Linked DNA regions of Mus musculus: region 2 is linked to region 1. A link is a contact called in public HiChIP or PLAC-seq data. All regions are on one chromosome and are shown on one strand. The core of a region is the stretch at or near the end of the contact, and the rest is flanking DNA. Distances in the headings are between cores, read along the strand shown. Region 1 has its middle 18 kb from the start of Gm40242. Region 2 overlaps Gm2164 (predicted gene 2164).

Region 1 (5,777 bases), core at 2,421-4,920:
ATTCCCCACCAGCACTCCAGGCTGAAGGATGCAGCTATCTTCCCAGGATTAGGGCAGGCAAGATCAAGCCTTGCCAACTGCAGCACTATAAAAGGATGTTCAGGGATAATGAGCAAAATGATGTAGTACGTACGAAGCTGTTTTTCTGGACTCAGAGTTTGACTTCTCTCTATGTCCTGTCTCTTCATATGAGTACTTTAAGTTTTATCTCCTACAGGTACCAGTGTAGGAGTCACCTACATGGGTCTCCCTGGTCTCATCTCATCTCCTCCCATCCTTAGAGTACATGGCCAGTGACACTACTGCCTATCAGCTATGTGAGAGCTCTGCATTGGTTCTTCGTGGTAGAGATAGGAACTTTCCCAGCCCAGAACCCCAGGAGTCCACCCATGGTCTGGTAGAGGACACAAACTGTGACAGATCATGACAGTCCTGTGTTGTAACAGAGCTGAGCTGATGCTGCTTCAGCAGCCTCAATGAACCAAACTGTGACACCAAGCTGATCTCTGACAGTAGGCTATTGCCTGACAGTCAGGCAGGAAAGGGACGTAGACAAGCAGTTGCCCAGAGAATACAGCCTGCTGTGCCTTCTGTCTTCAGGATATGGATAGAGCAGACTTTATGCTGGATGGGAAATGCCCTGGACATTTGACTGAGCTGGCTGAGGCATTTTTTTTCTAAACTCCAAATCCAATCACTTTACCCCTCCTGCCCCCCCTCAATGAAGAGCCTGAACTTCAGAGGAGAGAAAGCATATTCTATGTTGTGTGACTCATTTCTTTCCCTCCCTTATCTAGAGACATCCTTTCCTTCTACATCCACCTGCAGAACTCTGGGCCATGCTTTAACAATAGCCTTTGAAGTGTTTCCTGGTTCCATGTCCTGATCCCAGCATCTGAAATGCCTTTAACAGTACTTGCCTTCCAAGCCCTGTGGTTGTGTCTGGTTTGCTGCATGCATGTGTCTGGTTTCACCTGTGCGAAGCCTAGCACTCAGTGATAGCCGAAGTTTTCCTAAACTGGGTTAGTTATCGGTGTTTGTTTCTAGTTGAATTGTGTCCCTAAGAAAAGGGCCATGCTCTTTCAAGAATTAACTTCTCAGTATGCTTATTTACTTATTGACATCCAACCATAATTTGAAATAGCACCTTTGAATCCAGCACTGACTAAGGCTCTAGGTATCCCCTCATATCACTGCTGTGGAAGAACACAGAACACACAGCCAGTCCGGAAGGCAGTCTGGATGAGCAGTTCTAATCTGTCATGGAATAGAGTTAGGCGCCTCGTGATTGCCTCTGTGAGGATCTAATCCTGCAGAAGGGAAATTCACTTGTGACCTTGAAGTCAACTGTCCTGAAGAGAAATAGACTGAGTCACTGCAAGGAATAGGAAGGACGTGGGCAAGGTGTGGCCACATGCTCAGGTGCCACACAGGTGCTGGGGATTCCCTGTGGCCAGGATGAGGGGTGTGAGGGTCCTTCCAACTGGGAAACAAGGATGAAGAAGACCCAGTTTCTACTTTGCTTATTAATCACTTTTCTTAGGCTAGCATTTTCCATCATCGTATTCCAACTAGTTTTTAGGGATATAAAAATCTTTTTAGTTACATGTCATTCTTTCAAAAACCACATTGACTTACTTATTTAGTGCGTGTATGTGTGTGCACAGGCGTGCATATGTGCATGTGAGTGAGTGTGTGTGTGTAAGCATGCTTCCATTCCATAGCACTCAAGGAGGTCAGAGGTCGATCTGTAGGAATCAGTTCTCTCCTGGGGATTAAACCCATTTCACCAGTTCTGGAAGCAAGTGCTTTAGTCACTGAGCCATCTCTAAGGCCCTGAATGTCATTCTTTCCTTTAAATAAGGTCTCTTCCACCCTAGCACTTCAGGGTGGAAGCATCACCAGTCTCTCTCTTTGGTCCCATGTCCTGAGACACTAATGTGAAAGAACCTTGAACCTTTAACAAAGTCAAGGGCCTGCCTCTGCCTTTCACCAGTTCTTGACTATGGACGTGTCATTTACTCTCTCCATGCCTTGGTTTTCTCTTCTGTACAATGGAGATACATGTTCCCACTTTGTAGGACCCACAGAAGTGTCAGCAGCCAGGGGCAGTGGTGGCGCATGCCTTTAGTCCCAGCACTTGGGAGGCAGAAACAGGTGGATCTCTGTGATTTCAAGGCCAGACTGATCGACAAAGTGAGTTCTAGAGCAGCCAGGGTGACACAGAGACCCTGTCTCAAAAAACTAAAAGCTAAAGAAATAAAGAAGCACCCGGATGCTTCTATTTAAACTCCAGGAAATGGAGAGGTCATTCGGAGTGGACCAAAGCTGCTGCCAGGTACAGGATAAGAAGAGACCATGGGTGGGGTGGGGTGGGTTAGGTGGGAGACAGGACAGGACAGGGATATTGCACACAACCAAAAGGTATGGACAGATGGAAATATTTTCTCATTATATAGACATGGGCTGCTGTGTGCCTTCCTACCATGGTTTCTGCTGCCTGGTCTCTAATTCCCTTTGCAGCCTAGTGAATGAGTGGACTTTATGGGTTCTACCCAGAATACAAGGTGAGAGACTTGTTCAGCTAACTTCCCTGCCCTGCTGCTTCCTGGGCTGACCAGCCTGCCTGTCAAGGTCGAATAGAGCTCAAACGAGGGAAGGTGAATGCAAACCTGGGAGGCAGAATTCAGAATCTCCGGAAGGTTGATGATCCCTCTCCCAGCCTCCTCTTTGGCTCTGGTTGAGCCTGTAAGGAGAGGAGAAACTGACCATCCAGGTTCACTTCCTTCATGGTGGAAAACATTCTAGAGCCCTGGCCACTCTCGAAATCTCAGAACAAAGTGCAGATCATCCAATGGGTCACCAACGTCCTTTTCTTTCACTGTCTTTAGAATGAGCAAAGTCAGTCTCCTTTGGTGGTTCCCTGATCACTGGGCCCCCAGAAAACCAAGAGAGCAGCTCACTCATCCAGAGCAGAAAGGCATCTCCCCTGAGGGTTGCCACCCAGCTGGCACATCCCGGGCCTTCTACAGAGCGATTTGTGGCCACTCATTAGCACCAAGGTCTCATTTCTTCACTTTTGACCGACCCCTCCCTTTTAACATTTGAGCGAGCTCTCAAGATGTTCTTTGTTTCTGTTACAAAATGTGTGTGTGTGTGTGTGTGTGTGTGTGTGTGTGTGTTGGCAGGAGGGAGTACAAAGAGGTGAGGTGTATTTTTAGAGCCATAGAGGAGCTGGCAGAAATTGAAAATAGGGTTTTCGAGTTCGTATGTTTATGCTGCCGAAGGAAGGCTCCATAGCGTTCTCTGCGTCCCGTTCAATATCTAAGAAGCTTTCTGCGACATGCCTTCGAGCATTCTGATTAAAAAGCATCCTGCCTGCTCCTTGCCTGTGCCCTTCCTGCCCCCTCCCCCAGCAGGGCCCTGAATGTACCAAGGGGGTGGCAGCCCTCAGGGGAGATGCCTTTCTGCTCTGGAAAAGCAAGCTGCTCTCCTGGTTTGCAGGGCCCAATGAACAGGGCAGATTAATCCCCAGAGGTGGTCGGTACACAATTAACATTTTTGCCTCTTATTTTAATTAAGAAGGGCCAAGGGATAGGACGTTAGCTTGTCTAATGGGACCGTGCGGCATGTGCTGGCTGCCAGAGGAGTCCCAGTTATTCGCACTTGTTGAAGACTTTCTAGATAATTAAATACGGCATTAATCATTTGCTGAGTGGACACCGGCCTTTATTTCTCCTCTGGACTCCTTGCATGCAGGAGGCAAAGTGGCTCCCGATTTGCTGGTTCCCCAGCACACAGGCAGGAGCTCGCCCCACGCGAGCCCACTTTCAGTGATTTTTGTAGAAAAGCAAAGATTCTCGAAGACATCTGCCTGCGCAGTTCTGACAGCGGAAGCTCTCTTCACAGGCGCATTAACATGACCTCATTAGTTCCTGCATCTACTCTTCTAACCACAGAAACCAGAGTGCGGTAGGAGCCAATCATGCTAATTACATCAGATCGGTTTGCATATTCATAAACCATTTTCTGTTTTATGGACAGCAAAAATAAACACAGTATCTCTTTAATAATTTTAAGTGGGTCACTTTCAGGACTGTATCTGTTTTAAATAAATTATCATATTGTTAAAGGCCACAGTCAAAAGCTATTTTTTGAGCAGCCCCAGAGGTTAGGGTTGGGGGCAGGGCACGTGAAGGGTGCTCCGAGGCGCAGGGATTAGCCAGTTGGTCAGTTTCCAAGGTCTCTTCTGCTCAAGACAATCGGAACTCAAAACCCTGTCCTGATTTAGTGAACAGGTGCACTACAGCTTCCCACTGATGACAAAATAGATTCTAGTCAGAACTCTGAGACTCTCAAAATCACGGTCGTGTGCAGTGGGAGAGAAACGCTGTGATGTAGCAGTGCCTGCCTTTTCTGGGAAGGGTTTCATTTTAGGGACCAAGTTTAATATTCTGTTTTGTTTTCTCAGAACTCTGGAAAAATGGGCATTAAAACAATTAGAAGACAAGGGACTGGAGATGGGTTGGCTGGTCAAGTGCTTGCTGTTAAACCGGAAGGCCTGACTTTGAGCCCGATCCCCCCAAAAGCCAGGCAAGGTGAGGTAAAGGCAGTAAAGGACCCTCGCTAGTTCTCTAGCTAGCCAGCCAGCCTAATTGGTGAGTCCTAGTGAGAGACTCTGTCTCAAAAACTAAAGTAGACAGTGTCTGAAGAAGAATACTGGAGTTTGTCCTTGGCCACAAGCGCGCATGCATGTGTGCATTTGTTGTGTATGTGCACCAGCACAGACAAATAAGGCCGCAAACCTGCAATGGAGACTTCGCCACACTGTCCCGCTGTCGTGTCCTTTCTTTAGACAATTTGGGGGCAGAACAAGCCCACTCATGGCCCCGCCCCCGAGGGGAGGGGCAGCCCAATCCATGACCTGCAATCCTCAACTTTGAGGCTCTTACAGATTTCTTTTACAGAGGCAGGGGACCACAAGGTTTAAGAAGCAAAAATACACAAGTTTTCCAGCACAGGTGCTTAACCTAGGTAGGAGAACTCACTGTTTTCAAGACTACCAGGAGACCCAGTTACATGCTAGCTGACTTTGGTTTCTGTTCGCTCCCCCTGCTGGGTGGGTAGTGTGCTAATCTGTGTGAGTAGTGTGTGTGCTTTAAGGTGATCTTTCTTTTAAACCATGTCTATTAGCAAAGCCGTCTCCATTCACTCCACTTATACGCAGACCCAAACACTGTATTTATGTCTGGAGCTTGCTTTTCTGTTTACTTGTTAATTTATTTCTCTTCATGGTAAACATTCCTGGGTGAATAAATGTGGCATTTTCTGATGGTAGTGTGGGCTATCCCATTTTGTTGTCTTTTTTTTCCTCTCAATGCTCTGTCAAGAGAGAGCTTTTGTTCCTGTAATGCAAGAGATCTCTGACTCCTGCCTTCTTGGGGGACCTTCGGCTCAACCTTCGAAACCATTTGCATTTCTCTGAGCTCTTCACCTCACTCCTGACTAGGTTAGCAGAAGCCTCACAGATGGCTGCCCCATGTTATTAGCTGAGCCACAGTTGAAGCTTTTGTGTGTCAGCTGCGCTGATTTCGAAACACCCTATTATTTGTGCAATATACCTTGGAATTACAGCTTATAATTTCATGAAAGCCTAACATATCTGGATGTTTACAAGTTCTATCCCTTGGGGAAATGTATAGTGTTCATTTCTTTTGTTTAGTCTATTTAAAACGGGACCAGATACAAAGCCGCGGTGATTGACAAATTAATGCTCT
Region 2 (5,777 bases), core at 1,130-3,629, 370 kb after region 1:
GAGACAGGGAAAAGGTCTCGGCAGCTAGAGGAGTGATGCCTAGCCAGGGCAGGCAGGCAGGCCCTGAGCCAAAGGTGCCCATGCATTGAAGCCCTCCCTCCATTTGATCCCTTCCAGCACAGCAGTGAACCAGACTGATTCTGCCCAGGCTCAAACCTCTCAAAGACTTCCCAGGGCTCTTGGCACACAGTTCACACTGGCGGGACCAGGTGTCACACACCTGCCAGTCCAGCTAGGACGATCACTTGGGCTCAGGAGTTCGAAACCAGCTCAACATACCAAAACTGGCTCAAATGAATGAAATAAAAGTTAAGAAGAGGGGCTGGTGAGATGGCTCAGTGGGTAAGAGCACCCGACTGCTCTTCCGAAGGTCCGGAGTTCAAATCCCAGCAACCACATGGTGGCTCACAACCATCCGTAACGAGATCTGACTCCCTCTTCTGGAGTGTCTGAAGACAGCTACAGTGTACTTACATATAATAAATAAATCTTTAAAAAAAAAAAAAAAAAAGTTAAGAAGAAAGTTTGCATGCCCTAAAAACACCTGTAAAGGTCCACACAACCTGGCTTCTCTCCCACTTCCCAGTGTTCTCTCTCCTACTGCACCCTAGCCCCTTGCACTGGCTAGCTCTTCCCTAAGCATCTCAAGATGGTAACTCATCAGCCAATCCCTGGGCCCATGTGACACAGTACCACGAGACCTGCCTTCCCCTGAGCACCTGAGGAAGGCCCTCTCTGGTCTCTCCTTGATACTAGAAATTTGATTTTGACTTATTTACCCATTTATGTCCCTGTAAAGCAGTCTGTTGTTTCTGCATTCTGGTGATAGTTTTTGGTTTTGTTTGTGTCTCCTCAGTCTGTCACAGCGTGCTTCGGGAAGCTAGGACCTTGCCAACCTTGAGTCACCACCGTGTTGCAGGCTAAAGGCCAGGGTCCGCCTAGCACTCTGTGCTGTTCTGTGTCATGGTCCAGGGTTGTGGGATAAAGCATGCTGGGAAAACATTCTACCACTGAGTTACATTGCCAGCCAGGGCCTGGCACTTTGTAAGCATGGTTAAAAGAATGGACGAGCTTGGTATGAAAAAGATGTTATTGGGATCCAGCCTGAACCCTGGAGCCAAGTGTGCATTACTGTTCTCTCCACCTCAGGCAAGACCACCCTGACTATCCAACCTCTGGGGTGAGGGGGATATGTTGCTGGTCAGAAAACTAAGGCCCAAAATAAAGAAGGCATAACAACCAACTTTATATCATATCCTGGAGCCCAGTGTCCAGACTTCCTGAGCCTGCCCCAGCTAGCCTCCCCTAATGGGCTAGACAGGCAGCTAAACTAGCCCAGAGACCCCTAGCCCCATACTTCTGAGGTACTCTGTCCTGACCATCCTCGCCCTTGGGAGATAAGGAGTTATTTCGTAAGGCATTATGTCAGAAGTTGAGGCATAGTCTTAAGTGAGTTACCGGAGTCCCCAAATCATCCAAGGACTCTGGATTCAAGTCTGTGGCCCATCTCTAGGCTTCCTCTGAGCACACACACCTTCTCCCAACCAGCCCTTGAGGATATTCTCGGCAGCTAGAGTATTACAATGTCAGGAGCGCCAAATATGTCCCACACACCTCTCCCATCTTCCTGAAGAAGAAGAAGAAAAAAAAAAGCCAAGGTGGGCCTGGTAAGCAGGCCAGGATAGAAGCTGATGAAGCTGGCTGGCTCATGCCCCAAGCTCTGGGTGGGGTCATCAGCTCCACCTTCACCCTCACTGACACACCTGCCCAGTCACCAGCAAATGCCATTCCACACCCGGAGTCTCTCTCTCCCATGGAAAGGCCCATTCTCCTTCCCATGCTCTCGCTGCTGCCCTAGTCCAAGCCGGATGGCTGCCAGTTCCTATCTAAACCATCACGACAATTTTCACCTGGCAGCTCAGACCCGATTCCTCCCCCACCCCCCGCAGCTCTTCCTGGCACTGCCCCTGTGATAGTTTGTAAAGGTGAATCACTGATAAGAGTGTACACTGCCCATGTTCAAATCCTGGCCCTGTGTGACTTTCAGCAAGTCACCTTAATTCTCTGCACTTCAAATGAAAAATCTTTAAAATAGCAGCCCCCTAGTAGGGTTTCTGTGAAGAAGAGATGTGTGGAGCACCCAAGCCAGTCCCGGAAGCTGAAGAGGCACCCCGTGTAAGAGGCACCTCCTATTGTTTTTATGACTGATCTCTGTCTTTCTACTCCACAAAATTACAAACTCTGAGAGGATTGGGCCTGCAGCAGGCGGGCTGCTTGGCTCTTCTGTGCCTTTAACTTGGCTCCTGTCTGCCTACAGCCTTTGTTCTGTCTTCCCCAGTCCTGATGGGTGCCAACCCTCCAGGGGGGAAGGGCATGCCCTCAGCAGGAAGTGCTGTCAAAGGCAGAGTTCCAGGCAGCAGAAGGAGAAAGCTGTTCCCTGCTGTACCCTCCAGAGCCCCAAGTTCCTGGGAGCCCCCACATGGCCAAAGCCTCCCTTTGTCCTGAAGGTCAGGAGCAGAGGGCCAGCTGTGGGGGAGTTCCGCTGCCTTGCTCCGGACAGCAGCCCAGATGTGCGTGTTTGTACAGCCGAGCCCAGGCTCTGAAGGGGCCTTGTTGGGTGCTCTGAAAGGGGGGCTTGTGAAGCTCCCATCAGCCTCCAGGACAGCGAGCAGGAATGCAGCCCGCAGGAAGCCCTTCCTAGTAAGCCTGCCAAGTGCCCTTCTCACTGAGGATTCGGGAACGCTGGTGCAAACAGGTTGAGATTGCCAAATGCGGAAACTGCAGGCCTGGTTTCTGACCTGGGTCCAGGTTCCCCTTCTGCAAAAGGCAGAGAGGCCCAAGCCTCAACATAATCACACAGTGATCCTGATTAAGAATCTCCGAGTCAGGACCAGGGTGTGGCCACTCCAGCCTGTGATCCCAGTACTCTAAGGACTGAAGCAGGAGGATGACAAATTCGAGGCCAGCCTGGGTCACAAACAAAACAGACAGAAGCAGGGGTTTGAGGGAGATGGTACTGTGTTTGCCATGCGACCACAGGATGTGAGTTCAATCACGTGAAAAGTCAGCTATGCTGGCACACACTTGTAATCTCAGCCCTGGGAAGGACAGGCAGACAGAAGGGTCCTTGGGGCTCTCTAGTCAGCCTAATCAGTGAACCCCAGATCCCAGCGAAAGACTTTGCCTCGAAAAAATAAGGTGGACAGAGCCTAAGGAATAAAATCTAAAGTCACCCTCTGGTCTCCATTACCCATGCACATGTGCACACACACACACATATAAAGGGTGAATAAATGAATACAGGGTCATATCCATGCACATATGTGCACACACACAAATTAAATGGTGAATAAGTGAATATGGGGTCTTATACATGCACATATGAATGCGCACGTGCACACATACACACAATTAAATGATGAATACATGAATACAGGTATTCCGTATCCAGACAGAATTTTTATCTGTGAAGCTGTTTTTCACCTGCCAATGGGGGTGATAACTCCTTCCTCCTGAGCTTATCCTAGAGAGGAAATGACATCATGGGCAGAAGAGACCAGGAACACACTGACACACAGTTGGTGTTCAATAGCACTTCATGTTCTTTCTCCCTCAAACTCCCTAGGCTCCTAACAGGCATGGGGCCTGAGACTGTTGGTGTTGAGCACAGATGTCCTCCACCCACTGTCCCAGAAGAAGAGCTGCTGCTGAAAGCCCCCACCCCAGGCACAGTGACACACAGCTCCATACCCCTGCGTGCTAAACCAATTACTTCACGTCCCGGCAAAAGAGGCTCTCTCCCTATATCTGTACACCCTAGTCCCTGTAGATGACTGACCATGTGCCCCACACTTCAAGTTGGAGTCAACCTTGAGCTTTAGTGCAAAGCAGACTATGATGCAGGCTAAGGAGATGACCCTTGTGCATTTGCATGACCCCGGCCACCTACCTAGGAGCCAGAGCTGGGACCCACAGTAAGGGAGAGGGGGGGTATAAATGCTGTTCCTGAGAGCCCCACACAGTCTGCTTAATGATAGACAGAGGCAGCAGAGCAAGAAATAGGACAGTGAGATTTAGGCCAGGCCTCCACCAGCCTCTTCCAAAGCACTTGGCTGTGGATACCAGAGGAAAATTCTAAGCTATAATGGAAAGAGGATCCTCTCCCCACCCACTTTCTATAAGTTAGCAGGACCTGTGCCCCAGTTGCCAAATCTTCCCAAGATCCGAACAATGCACTAGACATGTGTCTTCCAGCTGTAAGGTTAGGATGTCCAGTGAGGTGGCCCTGTCCTCTGTAGCCAGTATCTCTAGTACTCAGGCATGACACCCACAGGAAGCAGGAGTGAGTAGAGATTATCAGCCTCCAAGCATCACGGAGCTGGGTTTCCGACGATCCTCTTCTGATCAGACCCATAGCATCATCTCAAACCCAGCCCCACCCGGTACGGAGCCCCACAGCTGGAGTCTGCCCCTGTCCTGTTTGGGGCCTATTTGGACTTCATTCCCTCGCCCTTGTTATTGTCTGAGGGAGCCTGGTTCCTTGCAGGACAGTAATGCAATGTGGCATCCCATTAGCAAGAGCCTGCCCTTTGTACCCACCTCCCTCCCCCAACCCCCACACGCATCAACGCTTTGTTGAATCACCGGGGGAGTAGTGCACGTCACATCTGTTTCAGGGTCTAGGAACAATGTGAGCAACACACACCGGTCACCCATCAAAGGTGACAAGACACCAACCACCCATCAGCCCGGCCATCTCTGACAAGCACTGCTGTCACAGGGGCCAGCTCCCAGTTTGTTCATTGGAAAAGAGAGGGATTCTGGAACTCAAATGGGAACAGCAAGGGGCGAGCAGGCAGCAGGGGAATTGCACAGGGAGGGGCAGGGGGCAGCAGGAATGGAAAGTGGGGGGGCTGATGCTCTGGCAATCATCCAAGTGAGGGCTGGCCAGCTGAGAGCCTCCAGCTGATGGATCCTACAGAGTCGTTTACCTGCTCATACTCCCTCCCCCGTAAGTGTGCCAACCACAGCCACACAAGTGGATAGCCCAAGAGGATTCCAACCCAGTGTCCCAGTGCTAAGGCTGGAAAACAAGTCAACCAGAAAAGACTGGTAGTATTTAAAGTGGGATCAGTCCAGTTCAGACTGGTGCCAACTGGCAGCAACCAGATCTAATTCATTCAAGCTGGCTTCAGCCAAACCAAATCTGTTGGAGCCAGCTCCAACATACACAGCTGCCCAAGACTAGATCAAGCTGAACCAAACTGGCTGTGACCTGCTCAAATTACCTGGACCCATTAGCAATCCAGTTATTTACACACTTTCTCTGGTGTTGCTCTTGGCCATAGATGTCTTTACCTATGCCATCCTTTGAAAATGTACTCAATCCTTTTACTTCTAGACATCCCAAGTATGTATGTTCACACACACACACACACACACACACACACACACACACAAACACACCTCTGATAAAGCTTGGGCTTAGTTCTCTGCACTGCAGCTTCTCCTCTGTGTGAGTTTGAGGAAGGAACTTGGTCTCTATCAGTCTCAAATGTCAAAAACTCAGCTAATGAACGGGACCTGCTTCACAGAGGACAGTTTTCAAACCTAGACACAGATATAAATGCAGGCATATGGCTATAGATTGGGAGAGAAGGGGAGCGATGGCTGGCCTGCAATAACCACTCGATATGCAGACACTTTTAGATTAGTCCATGGCACAGAGTGACCTCCAGAGTCAGAAAATCAAAACTCAGGACTTCCCCTCCAAGCTG

Evidence for each region. HiChIP or PLAC-seq counts read pairs in DNA pulled down with a chosen protein or histone mark.
Region 2: a contact with region 1 is called in an H3K27ac HiChIP or PLAC-seq map of stem cell-derived neural progenitor cells, with 6 times the contacts expected there. The contact joins two enhancer-like sites. A contact is called at or near these places in 1 of 39 promoter capture datasets (cranial neural crest) and 4 of 115 datasets of contacts at active chromatin or transcription factors (embryonic basal ganglia, embryonic stem cells, oligodendrocyte precursor cells and 1 more).

What each region holds. Positions count from the first base shown.
Region 1 is chr4:124,251,146-124,256,922 of GRCm38.p6, forward strand. No RefSeq gene overlaps it. Among named protein-coding and RNA genes, the nearest start is that of Gm40242, 18 kb to the right of the region's middle. Within about 2 kb of position 3,671, at least 13 of the 459 cell types and tissues checked have an H3K27ac peak or open chromatin away from gene starts, as enhancers often do. A contact at or near this core is called in stem cell-derived neural progenitor cells, where this site is marked.
Region 2 is chr4:124,621,847-124,627,623 of GRCm38.p6, forward strand. The region is part of intron 1 of Gm2164 (predicted gene 2164); the gene reads right to left. Among named protein-coding and RNA genes, the nearest start is that of Gm2164, 33 kb to the right of the region's middle. Within about 2 kb of position 2,380, at least 46 of the 459 cell types and tissues checked have an H3K27ac peak or open chromatin away from gene starts, as enhancers often do. A contact at or near this core is called in stem cell-derived neural progenitor cells, where this site is marked.